3 separate regions of the Zea mays genome follow, and regions 1 and 3 are each linked to region 2. A link is a contact called in public Hi-C data. All regions are on one chromosome and are shown on one strand. The core of a region is the stretch at or near the end of the contact, and the rest is flanking DNA. Distances in the headings are between cores, read along the strand shown.

The links. A called contact is a pair of places that touch in the nucleus more often than the background predicts.
Region 1: a Hi-C map of ear shows a contact between it and region 2, with 5 times the contacts expected there. The contact joins the promoter of LOC100276928 here to the promoter of LOC103627501 in region 2. A contact is called at or near these places in 7 of 25 Hi-C or Micro-C datasets (bundle sheath, ear, leaf and 2 more).
Region 3: a contact with region 2 is called in a Hi-C map of leaf, with 5 times the contacts expected there. The contact joins the promoter of LOC103627507 here to the promoter of LOC103627501 in region 2. A contact is called at or near these places in 3 of 25 Hi-C or Micro-C datasets (leaf and tassel).

What each region holds. Positions count from the first base shown.
Region 1 is chr5:196,236,243-196,240,846 of Zm-B73-REFERENCE-NAM-5.0, reverse strand. It overlaps LOC100276928 (Uncharacterized conserved protein (UCP012943)), which reads left to right and starts at 3,067. Exons shown (of 5, transcript NM_001150621.2): 1 at 3,067-3,620; 2 at 4,409-4,604. The coding sequence starts at 3,283.
Region 2 is chr5:196,107,087-196,111,342 of Zm-B73-REFERENCE-NAM-5.0, reverse strand. It overlaps LOC103627501 (ethylene-responsive transcription factor ERF038), which reads right to left and starts at 2,571. Exons shown (of 1, transcript XM_008647788.4): 1 at 1,199-2,571. The coding sequence starts at 2,388. The coding sequence ends at 1,555. LOC100216704 (putative dnaJ chaperone family protein) reads right to left here. Exons shown (of 8, transcript NM_001143109.1): 8 at 3,584-4,242. The coding sequence ends at 3,917.
Region 3 is chr5:196,329,282-196,333,718 of Zm-B73-REFERENCE-NAM-5.0, reverse strand. It overlaps LOC103627507, which reads left to right and starts at 2,850. Exons shown (of 7, transcript XR_002262503.3): 1 at 2,850-3,299; 2 at 4,085-4,189.

The DNA of each region.
Region 1 (4,604 bases), core at 1,818-4,317, 130 kb before region 2:
CGAGGGAAATATCATTTTTAGTGATAGTCACAAGATCCTTTTATCAAGTAGTGGGAAGACCATAAATGTTTCTTTAGCTGCCCATGGGCACTCTAACAAAAATACTTGTATGCAAAAAAAAAAAACAAAGACTCGAGTTCCACGAGGTAAATCCATTAAAAAAGGCAAATTTTAGGGAACAGTTGGAGACAAGAATTCATGGGACCAAGAAAACTGCATGATAAAATCAATCAAGACATCAAAAAACTAACGTTGCATAGAATTCAAGCTTCATATCAACACACAAGTGCTATATGTTGACTTGTGCTGGCAATGAGTACGTGTGGTTGCTTGCATCTTGAATCATGGTCCTTCCCTTGCTTTTATAGACCAAGATGAGAGAAGGATCCCGTTACATAAGTCAAAGGGTCGGATACGGTTGTGTAGCTCCTTGTCCTTTGGGGTTCCTGCTGGACGAGGGACATCATGGATGACTATTTTCGTTAGGGTACTGTAGCCACACGAATGCCATCTCGAAGCATGTTGTGACGTTTCATTGTGTTCGCAATGGATTATCGATGGATTATCGGGTGTCCTTTGTTGACTTTTCTGCTACGAAGTGGTTGAGCCGATGTCAATCTCTACACCGGCAGGAGTAGGAGGGAGCAGATGGTGAGTCCTAAGGGCTAGCCAAAGATGTCTAGGGATGGGGAGCCGATGCCGAGGTAGATACAATGGCGAGGCAGATGCAAGCTGATTTCACGAGGTTTTTCTTTTCATCACCGAGGGCTAGCCAAAGATGGGGAGCGCAAGTTGTTTAGGAGCATGTAGGTGTTGCTCTCAGTATTGACTTTGCAGAAGCAAACAAGGTAAGCAGTAATAATTTTGGCATCTTTAGATCTTGCGTCAGCCTGGCTGAGCCGCAAGGCCCACAACGAGAAGAGAAGCGGTACCGCCGGGCAGCAGCGGCCGTGGACGGTGAAGGCGCAGGCGGCTAGCGCCGGCCGGCGTTGGCGGTTGCGTCATCCGATCATCGTGCGATGTCTTGCCCGCTTGTCCCTCGCTGTGTGTCCCGTGCGGCCCGTGCCTTTGGTTTGGTTCAAACGGGACGGCGTCGTCGGGAGTCGGGGGACTCTGCCGCCACGCCACGCGTCGCGGTCCGCCGGCCGGCCGGCCTCGTCGCCCATTTGCTTTGCTTTGCCGTCCGGTGTTTGGGCTGCCAGTTCGTCGGGGGTCGGACGATGGTTGGCTGAATGGCTGCTGCGAGCTTCCCGGCCTCGGCCTGTCGCTGTCTCCCGATGATTCCTGAACCCCGGCTCACGCTTCGTTCGTTCTGCCTGGCGTAGATCAAAACGCTTGCGGTTTCGAAGCACCGCAGCGCAGGGCAGCACGCGTTCTGCTCCGATCCCAGGCATGTATGTCGCGTTACGATTCCGACGTGTGGCGCGTCATGGCGTGAAGACTACACGCTCGTGGTCGTGGCTTAGTTCGCGACCGGCGTCGGCGAGCATGCATGCGCGACGACTCTGATGGAATCCGTCGCAGGCTAGCTAGGGCTGTAGCGCTCACGGCTGAAGAATCGGCGAGAAGCCTAGTGTTTTCCGTGTACGGTTTACCTGGCATGCATGGCATGACGCACGCGGCAACAGATTAGCTTATCTTAGAGGATAATTGCAAGGTTTGAGTTTGACAGCGTTGAGAAATGCGAATCACCAGGCGGCAACCTCTGAAAGCAACGTACGGTACGGGGGTGGGCGCTGCGTGCACCACCGAGCAGCGAAATCCCCCCCTCCCGTACGCACCTGGAATGTGGTTTGCTCCTTGGGTGGGAGCCGTGTTTGGCCCTTTGTGGCGAAGGATCTTACGGCCGGGACCCAAATGGCGACGTGGATCAATTCCGTAACCAGAAGCGGAGAAAGCAACGGCTGCGGGTGGCGGCGATGGAAAACCGTTGGTGCACACCAGCTGAAGCTCCATGGTTTCGAATTATCCTGCATCCCCCCCCCCCCCCCCCCCCCCTTTTCCTGCATGCTACTAGTACTTTAACCTGGAAGCATTAGCTACAACTGTTGCTTGTGGATACGAACCATTCTGTTACAGAAACAGATTTTTATCGTTTCTGGGTAAAATCACAAGGGCGGAAAAAAAATAAGGGCTAATTTGGCAACCACATTTTTCAATTTCCCAAAGGAAAATGAACTAATTTTTCTTGGGAAAACGAAAAACCCTTGGAAAAATTTGGTTTCCAAACTAGCCATAAACGTGCTTACCATAATGTAGACTTTCACTTTCAACGACGAGGAGGGACCAGGCAACGCAATTTCGGTCCGAGTTTACTGAAATCTGGTATTTTTTTTCGTTCTCGGTGATTACCGAAACACAGATTTCGGTCCGGGAAGTTATGTTTTTCGTTTTAAAATCTAAAAGTCAAATTTTGGTCAAATAAACGAAATCCAGAACGGTGAAAACGAAATTGTAATCCCTGGGAGGAACTCGTGTCCCTATGAACTATTTTGTTTACACAAATTACACCATACAAATATACTAGAGCATTAAGGTTGTGCATGCATGTATGTGGAGTGAAAATAATTAATGGATCTAAGCTCCTTTAGAACATAGAATTTTCAGGTTTATTTTCACCAGAAAAGAAAGAAAAAAAACAAATCTCACATTCCAAAGGGAACCCTAACTGTCCTTAGTAAAACGATACACAGTTCAATCAAGTTCATAACAAACAGTGATATTCAAGACACCAAACAGATCTAGTATAATATAAAAATATATTCCACAAAAAAACTAACATATCTGTTCTCGAATATTTAGACACCCGTTAATTTTATTTTGAATTAAAACGCGACAAATAAAAAAAGATCAGAGTGAGTATAATATTTAATTGTATATAACATAGGTCAAATTCAAGATATTTTTATTCTTTAATTTCGCTAAGTAGAGTAATTTTTTATGTCAGGTTCTTGATCATGGACATGAAGTTGATTAGCCTCACAAGCTTGCGAGAACAAAAAACTAAATCAACCAATAAACATGACACCCACAACTAGAATTGGGTGTTATGGTGTATCGGTGACCCCTAGCAATACCAATACTCAACCCTTCCGAATATTTCGTCGCAAGATTTTTCGCTAGTGCTCAAAGCTCCAAAGGCCCCAAGACTCCTTCCTGCTCAAACCTTTTTTTATCCATCCTTTTGCGCGGAGGCTGTTGGAGCGTTGGATAGTGCGCGGTGCCGGCGCACTCGCTCGCAGTCCAAGAACGAAGGCAGCCTCTGTTTCCTTCCGACCGGCGATGAGGAACCCGCCGGGCAGGCACCTCCTCTGTCTCAGCAGCCGCGCCGTGCGCTCTTCCTCCTCCTCATCGGCGCTCGGCCCCGGACCCGGCGCTGTTACCTCCGCCGCGTCCCCACGCCCGCGCGCCATCGCGCCCGGGCGGCCCCTGCGCGCCAGTTCCCCATCCCCGCCTTACGCAGTCGCCGCCGCCGCGTACGTGGAGGACGGGGACTGGGAGGAGGTCGTCGCTGGGGGGCCTGGTACTGGGGAGATGGAGGAAGAACAGGACTACAGGGTGGTGTTCTGGTCCCCGCCGACCATAGACGAGGTTACCGGCGCAGTCACCAGCATCCAGCAGTAAGATTTGCCTGCTCACCTCGTTATAGCATTTTTTTTCTTTGCGTACTGTTAGATTTGATATAACTTCTTCTCTTGACATTTCTTGTGTTGGTGACCCGCTTGATTGTCACGACCTAGTTTATGCTTTGTTTACCTGGATTATATTAGAGCTGTTTTTGTCTTTATTTTGATGTGACATGGATAGCTTCTCATGGGGACATGGGAGCCTTGCATGCTTCAGTTCATTGAGCAATATCGTGTAGGTGGTTACCACTCGTTGTCGTTATCATAGTTGTATGCCTGCCATCTTTGGATGGTGTCTTCTTGGTGGGGCAGGGGGTGGGGGCGAGGGATACATGTATAGACATCCGCATGGACTTGCAGAATTGCAGCTAGTCCCATCGGAACAATCCTGCCTGCGCTTCCTGTACCTTGTAATAGACATAGCAGCCCTTGCAGCTGCTGAAAAGCACATCCGAGAATTAGATCCTACTGATGTTGTGTCCTTGAATCATAGGATTGTTCTGGCTACCTTATGGTAGCCCGTATTGTAGGGACTGTTGTAGAAACATTAAACTCACGTCATTATATCCACTTTCAATTAGTAGCAGCTATACGAATAATTACCCCCTCCCGCCCCGCACACTCACACAAAATACATCTATGTCCTCATTTGTTGCGTGAAAACAAACCTTTTTTGCCCTTTAAGATGAATATATAGTAGACCTTTGCTGATTAAATCATAAGGGAGTTACTTATGCATTGATGTTCTTTGCTCCATCTAATCTAGTTGCCGTTTCATTCAGAGTATTTGAGAATCCTCTTGGACTGGATTCAGATACAACTGACAGACAGACAACACTACTGTCTGCATCAGGACATTCATCTGGAAATTCATCAGGATCAGATGACTGGATTGAACCTGCTGCCTATGTTCTTAACTCAACTGCTCTTCTGTCAAGGGAACATAGGAATGTTGTGGATGCTTTCCGTCTGTTGCAA
Region 2 (4,256 bases), core at 1,322-3,821:
TATCAAGATGATTTGAGGTTCCTAGTGATCTTAACTAATATATACTTGATTATACTAATGTCTAACTAGAGGTTTAGTGTTACGTTGTGTTTTTATAAAAAAATGTGCCATGTTGAGTTGCTTAACTTATGAAGTGCAAGCGATGGATATGGCATGCTAGTTGGATGAAAAGGGTGAATGTCAAGTATGGTTCACGCCTATGGATCAAAGTAGTGAAGGGCAAGTGAGGTGGCTTAGGACGAGTGGACTGAATAAGACTGATGATCCCACTTAGAAGTAGAGAAAACGTACATGGAGTGAAGAGGATAATGAAGATGGTGCTATCCAAGTCAAGGATGAGTATAATATTGTGGTGGCACTTTACAAAGACTAGGCACAAGTCTACATTCTGGATGATAAAGATGGTGTCAATCAAGCCAAGGAGGAAGACGAAGGTGTCAAACATTAGTTGAGGTTGAACGGACATTGTATATGTGAGACATGCTTTTTGTGGGGGTGTGCAAGAGGGTTTGCTGCTTTGGTTCTCAAAACTAAGCATGGAGTGTTTGATGGTTTAAGTCCCAAAATAACTAGCGATAGGTTGTGGGTTTAACTAGTTTGGGATTAAGACCTAGGAAGCAAGTGACGTGATATGTTGGGTCATTGCAAAGCTTGCATCAAGACAAAATGAAGTCACAAAGACATTGGGTCCAGTCGATGCATCAACAAAACTCTAGAGATAATTTTGCCCCTATAGGTATTGGGTTGGGCACTTCATGTAAGGATATGTGGGGAAATAATAAGATTGCCTTGGATGAATCATGTAAAAGATGATGATATAGGGGAGCTGTTGGAGACAGCATAAGTGCCTATACGTGGAAGATGGTTGTGTGAAGCATAACTTAGAAATTGGGTTCTGATTTTAAGTGGTTGAGAGTTTTTCCTTATAATTAACAAGTTCTTAAATCTCCGGCCATAGCTGTTTAAGGACGATATAGCTATGTTTTTTGGTGTATAATTTAGTTGTTAGCATGCTATAGCCGGCTATTTGCTGTTTATAGATGTAGGCATGTAGCTCGTTAAATGACTTACTAACCGGTGATTAAAAACACTAGGTTAGAAAGAGAGAAATTTTCTCAACAATATCATTGCATGAAACGCTGAAGATGTTGTTAAAAACACTAGGTATTAGACTTAACATGAAACGCTGAAGATGTAGTTAATTAACTCAACAAGATCAATGCATATAATTCATTTTCCGCATTACAATATACATACATTCAGTACGTACTGACAATAGAAGCCAAGTACTCAACCATATACAACTGTAATTTGGCCAAAGTCATTAGAAACCAATATATATAAGTGTGTGTTCATACAGGCAAGTAGGCAAGCCACTGTTTCACCGCATCCTACAACGACTTGCCATCCGGAGACCACACAGGGCACAGGAAACCATGCGTTTCTATCTCTCTAGCCTGCACAACGCACACACGAAGCAAAAAGCACGTGGCATCGGTCGTCCGTTTCAGGCAACCACCGGCAGTTGACGGCCGGTGCGTCCGAACGGAACGGCTAGTCCGGCTGCACCGGCGCGGCGGCGTCCAGCCAGCAGTGTTCGTGGGCCCACAGAAGCGGCTCGCTCAGGCTGTCGCCGCCGTCGTATTCTTCGACCGCCGCCGGAGCTGCCGCCCAGATGGGTGACCAGAGGCCGTCGCTCAGGTCCATCAGAAGGTCGGGCAAGTCGAACAGCACGCTCATCTCCTCCGCGTTGCTGGCCGCGGCGACCTCCTCCGAACTGGCGGCTGACGACGATGGCGTCTCGACCGCATGGGAGGACTCGCATTGCTCTACCTCTACGTCGGCATCGGCGGCGGCGGCAGCAGCCTTGGCTGCCGCGGCCTGGATGTCGGCGGGCGAGGTGGACGCCGGGCGAGGGAGGTCGTGCGCGAGGTGCGGGAAGTTGAGGTGCGCGCCGCGGCCCTTGATGGCAAGCGCCGCCACGTCGTGGGCGCGCGCGGCCATCTCGGCGGTCGGGAACGTGCCGAGCCAGATGCGCGACTTCTTGCGCGGCTCCCTGATCTCGGACACCCACTTGCCCCAGACGCGCATGCGCACGCCGCGGAACGTCGGGTGCCTGGTGCCGGCGCTCCCCCTCTTGCGCCGCCGGCCGCCGCAGTCGTCGTCCGCTATGGCGGCCTCGGGCGGCGCCGGCGCCACGCCGCCACCTGGAGCAGCGGACGGGGACGCGGTTCTCTTCCGTTTCACGTTCTTGTGCGGCTTGCCGGTATTGGACGGTAGCTCCTGCGCGCCATTGACGACGCACGAGCCGCCGACGGAGTCGGAGGAGGAGGAAGAAGAGGAGGAAGAGGAAGTCATGGGCGCATGGAGTAGTGCGTCAGCTTCCATGGCTCTTTCTTAGAGAGCTACGAGACAAGGCAGGGGGGCACACTGCACCCGGGGGCCGTGGAAGCGGTGCTGTGCGGAGGAGAGCGCTTCCGGTTACCGGGCATAAATAGCTCGAGCGCTCAACTCAAGCTTGTGTGCTGCTAAACGCCACCTCCACCACTACAGTAATACAGCTACGGTGTACACCCACCAGGCACCACACCAGCACCGGGTAGCGACAAAGTTGGTGAGTCTGTCATCGTATAGGCTGCAGGGTTAGTTAGCAGGTCCTTAACTGAATAGAAAAAAAAAACTGACAAATTCCATTTCTGAAGCTCTGTGTTACATTACTTGCAAGTGGTATGCAACCGTCAGGACCGTCAGTGTATAATGAAATGCGCTATGGGCCACTGGGCAGACGATTTGTGGCAGTGTGATGCTGCTGAAATTGACCAATTGTATAAACATCTGTCCAGACGATTTTATTCTGTTTGTTTAGTGCGGCACGAAGGGGTTTTAGACAGGCGATCGCACATAGAAAAGTCGCGTCTCAACCACTAGACGTTACGTGCGTGCGTGCGTGCAAGCTAGGCCGAGACTCGTATCGACTGGAGTCTGGAGAGGTGGCGGTGCAGCTGCGGCTAAAAAAGGGACACGCAAACGGCAAGGGGGAACAGCGTGCACGTGCTGCCCGAGAAAATTCACAAAGTGAAACGCGTAGCAATAGAAAAACTATCGCGTAAGGTCAGGTCAGTCCCACGTGAGGAACCCGCCTGGATTGCGTTTTTCGAGCAAGCTGCATCAAGTCTTGCACCAATCGTCGAGACGAATCAACAGTCCACCACCGCCCCGTCGTGATCCGCAAACGTCACATCTCGAGCAGCAAGATTCCCCCTTTCCACCACCCGAAAAAAAAGCAGCCGAAAAAGAACGCAGCTGTTCTAGCAGCCACCTGGCAGATCAGGCGGGGTCGATAACAGTAGCACGATATGACGATAGGGCAACCAAAATGGCGGGGGGCACATGTCAAAATAGCCAAACTATCATCAAACAGAAGAACACGGACTCCAAAACAGCCAAACCATCATCATCATCATCAAACGAAGTGCACACAGACGCCCCGTCCGGTTCCAGACGATTCCCAGATTAATAAAACACCTCCCCCCTCCCCTGCGGTTCTCTTCCAAAAGACAGCGGCAGGCAGAAACGACCTTTTGAGCCAGCACCCCAGGGTGCATCACAAATCATCACTACCAGCAAGCTCAATGTTTCTTACACATCAAAAATAGTAGCACACCATGAACATGATACCTTTTTCACGGGTACAACAAAATAACATGGAGCAGAGCTTAACTAACACCAATCACGCATTGCAGTTCAAACAAGGAACATGCCATTCCGGGCTCTCATTTTTTCCCTGACACTAGGATGGAACTAACAGTTTAAAGTTTATAAAACGATTATATTTTTGCCAAAAAGAATCGAGATGATCAGATGGATAAAAAATCCTGCTGAAACTTTTGGAGAACAGTTCCAACGAACACGGATTTTACTGCTGGGCACATTGCACCCTTGGTTGAGCATCCTCCTCCTCGTCTTCATCGTAGGCTTCCTGCTTCTTCTGCTGCTGCCTGCGCCTCATCTCCTCTTCAATGTTGACATCGTGAAGGGTGGTCTCCTCGCACTGGTCCAGCTCCATGTCCGACAGTTGGCTCCCTGGTTTCGGCGGAAGGATCTTCTCCAACGATCGGCACTGGGCAGGGGAGAGCGCACCAGGCTCGGGAAACACCACGTTGAATTCAACAAACAGACGGCCCTTCATGAAAGGACGGCCATGCTGAGGCATACCTTCATCGTTAATGGCCTTGTGTTGACCTATTCCAACAAAA
Region 3 (4,437 bases), core at 1,601-4,100, 220 kb before region 2:
CCGCCCAACCGAACCTGATTGGGGTTCGGGCGAGGACCACGGGTTAAATCACGAAAAGACGAAGGACCTTTCTGCAAAACAACGACCGCAAAACGCAGGGAGAGCTCGAAATGGGTTCAGGTTTTAAGGAACTAGAGTTCCTATTATTTTGCAGTTCATGAGGGAAAACAATTTCAGAGCACATTGCTCATAATATAATCAGTCTCCATCTAATATAATATAAGCTATATTATCTTCATAGACAATGGTAATTGATTCCAATAAACGTATACCACATCATTGTAGTATATATAGTTTACCATTCTACGAAGCCATGCACATATTTGGAGACTACATGTAATATTATTATTATTTCAGAATGATCGGTAGTAGTAGTAGTCAGGAAAGTTCGATTGGTTGATTTCCAAGAAATAGTCATCCTACCTTGTAAGTATACAAAGTTGATTTATGATCTAGCATTGTAGGGATTTGCTAGATAACCACAACACTGGTATATATACAATCAAAGTCAGATCTCGGTTTCTCACATAGAAAAGACCCAAGACATGTTGTGCCTTTGAGATACCCGAAGAAATGCTTTCACTCTTTTCAAATGACATTTGGTAAGAGCACCGCTATATCTCGTAAGTAGAATCATTGTAAATTGCAATGTCTGGTCATATATTACTTACACAGTATATTAGCGCATCAATGGTACAAAGATACAGGTATTCTGAACCCAAAATCCCTTTTCTACCTTCCCTTAGTCAGAATTAATGGGCCTTCCTCCACGCCAAGAGATTTTTCAACTATACGTGGTCTGGATGGACATATCTTATGCATATGAAATTTATCAAATATACTAGCTGAGGGCCCGTGCGTTGCAACAGGAATATATAATACCAGTATACTATGATAACTTATATACAAAATGTGTGTTATATTGTTATGAGAAAAGGTTTCATAATCAATTTGTGATCCTGGCCATACATAAATTTTGTTATTTTAATCTAGTTGTTTCACCACTACATTGCAATCATCAGTATCATGCAGACTTCGATATATGCCACGATTCGTATGGTCTCATCATTGGAGAGCACATTCCACACATGCCGGAAGAAATTCCCTCGTACATCGTTAGTCATCAGACACGCACCACCATACACTCTTGCTTAAACAAAAAGACAAGTGTGTGTTTGCGAAGAGAATTAAAGGCAGGCCGTCACAAAAGCTACCCTAAAGGTGGCGAGGATGACAAACTGGTCACTGTTGTCGATCCTTCTCTGCGTCACCTCTGGCGCCAAGATGACGCCACAGTCCTCGATAAGTAGTCGTCGAACGCGTGCGACATGACGAGTACTTATGACTCTTGGTTGGGCTGCCAAACGAAGTGCACCCTGGACTCATCAGCGAGGTAGTACCCTGGCTGTTGCACCACCGGATGCGCTACTCCATTACATACATCATGTTCGAGGACACTCACACAATATCAGCAACGACCATCGTCCCAGCGCACAAGAATTCATGTCCGGTCAGTAGCGACTTACATGGCAGGTTGGGCTTCAGGTGGACGATGACCTGGATGGCGTGATGGCGTCGTCGTCGGATACGGTGTCCAGAACAACCCGAGAGTTGTCGACGTTGGCGACAACCGTGAGACCCCCTGCTTAACAATGGACAACGTGGTGTAGCTGCTCTGGACCGCGTCCAAGCGGCAGCTTCGCCGGAGCTTGTCGTACACAGCGGCGCATGCGACCACGTAGGACTGCTTCTAGAGGTCGAACTGGGAGTCGCCAAGCTTCTTCTCATCATCGATAAGCGACGCCAACGCGAGTGCCTCCTACTAATGGTGTTTGTTCAGGGTTTCAAGTAAGAAACATGGATTCATGGCGTTGGTTTATGAAAATAATTCACAAATATGATTCATGGAAAAAAAATATTACGAAGAATAAATGTCACGCGTGCAAAAAAGGGAATTTAAGTATAAAACATTATTCAAACAAAATAAATTGCATGCAAAGCTCTCCTTTAAATAATATTACCTACATCTAAAAATATAATTCAAGAATCTCGGTGATACTTATCTACTACTACGCATTGTGCAAGAGTAGCAAGTGAGCTTGGTGAAAGATGTAGTAGATATGTTTCCTATCATAGATACAAACATAAACATACATGTGATGTAGCGGTAGCTACTTTTGGCCTTTGCTTGAGAGGTTACGGGTTCAAATCCCCCTGGAGACACTATGTTGGGCCTGCATGGGCCCAATGCCCGCAAGGCTATGCCAGATTTGAACTCCGCTTTTGACGAGCTAGGCCATGAGCCACTGAACAGGTGAGCTCAGTCCTTAGTATATAGACATGTATAAAGGAGAGAAGAGAATTCAAATTGACTAGGAAAGAAATTCTCCCCCGTCCTAGATTAGAATTCGTTTAATTTTTTATGTCATGTTTAATCGGTCCGTCTTATTCAAAAATTATAATTATTATTAAAAAATCAAATAAATTATAAGTTGAAACGGATGAAGTATTTTAGTAGAGACCATAATCTCTACTACTTATTAAGACTGCAATAGTAGTCTGCCTCTGACGTGTTCTGCCTCTCACTTGTTCTGCCACCGACCTGTTCTGCCACCGACGGTCGTACAGCCCCGTGCCAAAAAATCATTTTGATGTGGCACTAGAGGCGTTAGTATGAACAACAAACAACACACACTAATGCTTATAAGCCACGTTTCGACGTTTTCAGTGGCCGGTATGGCACTAATCAAAAACCCCATAGCAGCGCCTGTGTCCGAGCGGTTTATGCAGCCCAATGGTTCGTGCGGCCCAACAGTTGGTGCGGCCCATTGTGCAGCCCAGCCTACCGCGCCTGTCATCTTCTTCGATGTGGGCGGTGCCCTCCACTCCACGACGGCGCGCCGCACTCTGCCCACGACCTCGACCTCCTCCCCCATGACCACGACCTCAACCGCTCTGCCAGCTCCGCCACTTACGCACGCACGACCTCAACCTCGCCTGATTCAGCGCATAGAAGAGCGTGTGGCGTCGAGGTCGAGCGTGCGGCGCCGAGGTCGAGCGTGCGTCACCGAGGGAGAGGAAAACCACTGAGCGTTATTTCCTAAGCCTCCTGCTTGATGTCTCCACCGTCCCTCAACGCAATTGCCGCCGCCCGGGATGCGCTCCACCCCCGCCCGCTAATCGTCCCCTTGCAACTGCCGCCGCGGCCGCCAATCGGCCCCCAAGAACCAAAGGTTCGAGCTCCGCAGGTGGCAAGCTCCTTCTTCATCCACGCCCTCCCTCCGCCTTGAGAACCAGAGGTCCGAGCTCTACAAGCCCCCTTCCCCCTTCCTCCACGCCCTACGTTCTTGATTGATTCCTGTTTGCTTGTGATTTTGCATTTCGGAAATCGAATCCTGTCGTTCTTGGGGATCATTGGGGGGCGATTTTAGGATACACGAGGCCGCTGCCTGGGCTTGCCGCCCTTGGGTTTCTTGTCGGTGCTGCTGCTCTTTGGGCTCCTCTGCCCGAAGAGCTTGGGCATGAAGCATGTGGGCTGGGCGCAAGTGCTTGGGGTCGGGGCTCATGGAAGATTTCATCAGCATCGACGAGACCGCGTAGCCTGCCTGAAAGATCAGGTGGTGGGGCATGTGTCGCTGCCGCGGCACGCGGTGCCGCTGGCGGTCTCTGTACTGCAGCTTCGTCCGGTGCCGCCGCAGCCAGTCCAGCGCCCCCCCGGTCGCCGTTCCCTTGTGAGTGTCCCCGTTCTGAGATTTAGAAGTTTTGAAACTTCCGCCTCTCTGTTTGGTACGGGGTTCGTTTTGCTCGATGACCGAGCCCGTTGTCGTCTTGATCCATATGCTGAACATGGGATCGTTCGATTTCCTGAGCCTCACCACGAGGCAGTTCCCAAATTTTAGTGTGGCCTTGTCATTCCTCGGAAAAGAAGGCACATATTTGTGTTAGATGAGCTTATTGATCTTAAACTAACAATTCTATGAAATTTTCAGTGTATTCTCCCTGCCGAAGATCCAAATATTTCAAGTTCTCTCTTTAAAATTTGCATCTTGCTCGTGTTCTAATTGTGCTTTGGGACCTTGTGTAGGAAACCAGAGTCACCAAAACTACGGGCAAGACTGTACGAAGGGAAACATAGTACTCCCACGAAGAAGAAGTGCTGCAACTGCAGGAACTCCAAATGTTTGAAGTTGTAAGTCAGATTCTATCATTAGCTTGAGAAAAATAAAATATGGCAAAGAACGTTTTCCTATGTGGATAGTGTTATCTTTTTATCAATATGGATTCTTTGACTTGACGTAGAAGAGTCAATGAGCTGGAGTGTTGTATAGATAGTCAAAATATGCTTATCATTCCTGGACGGAGGGTTTATGCTTATTTAATATTTATATGGCATTATAGACGTGGATCTGCTTTAGCTATGACATTATCACCGAAACT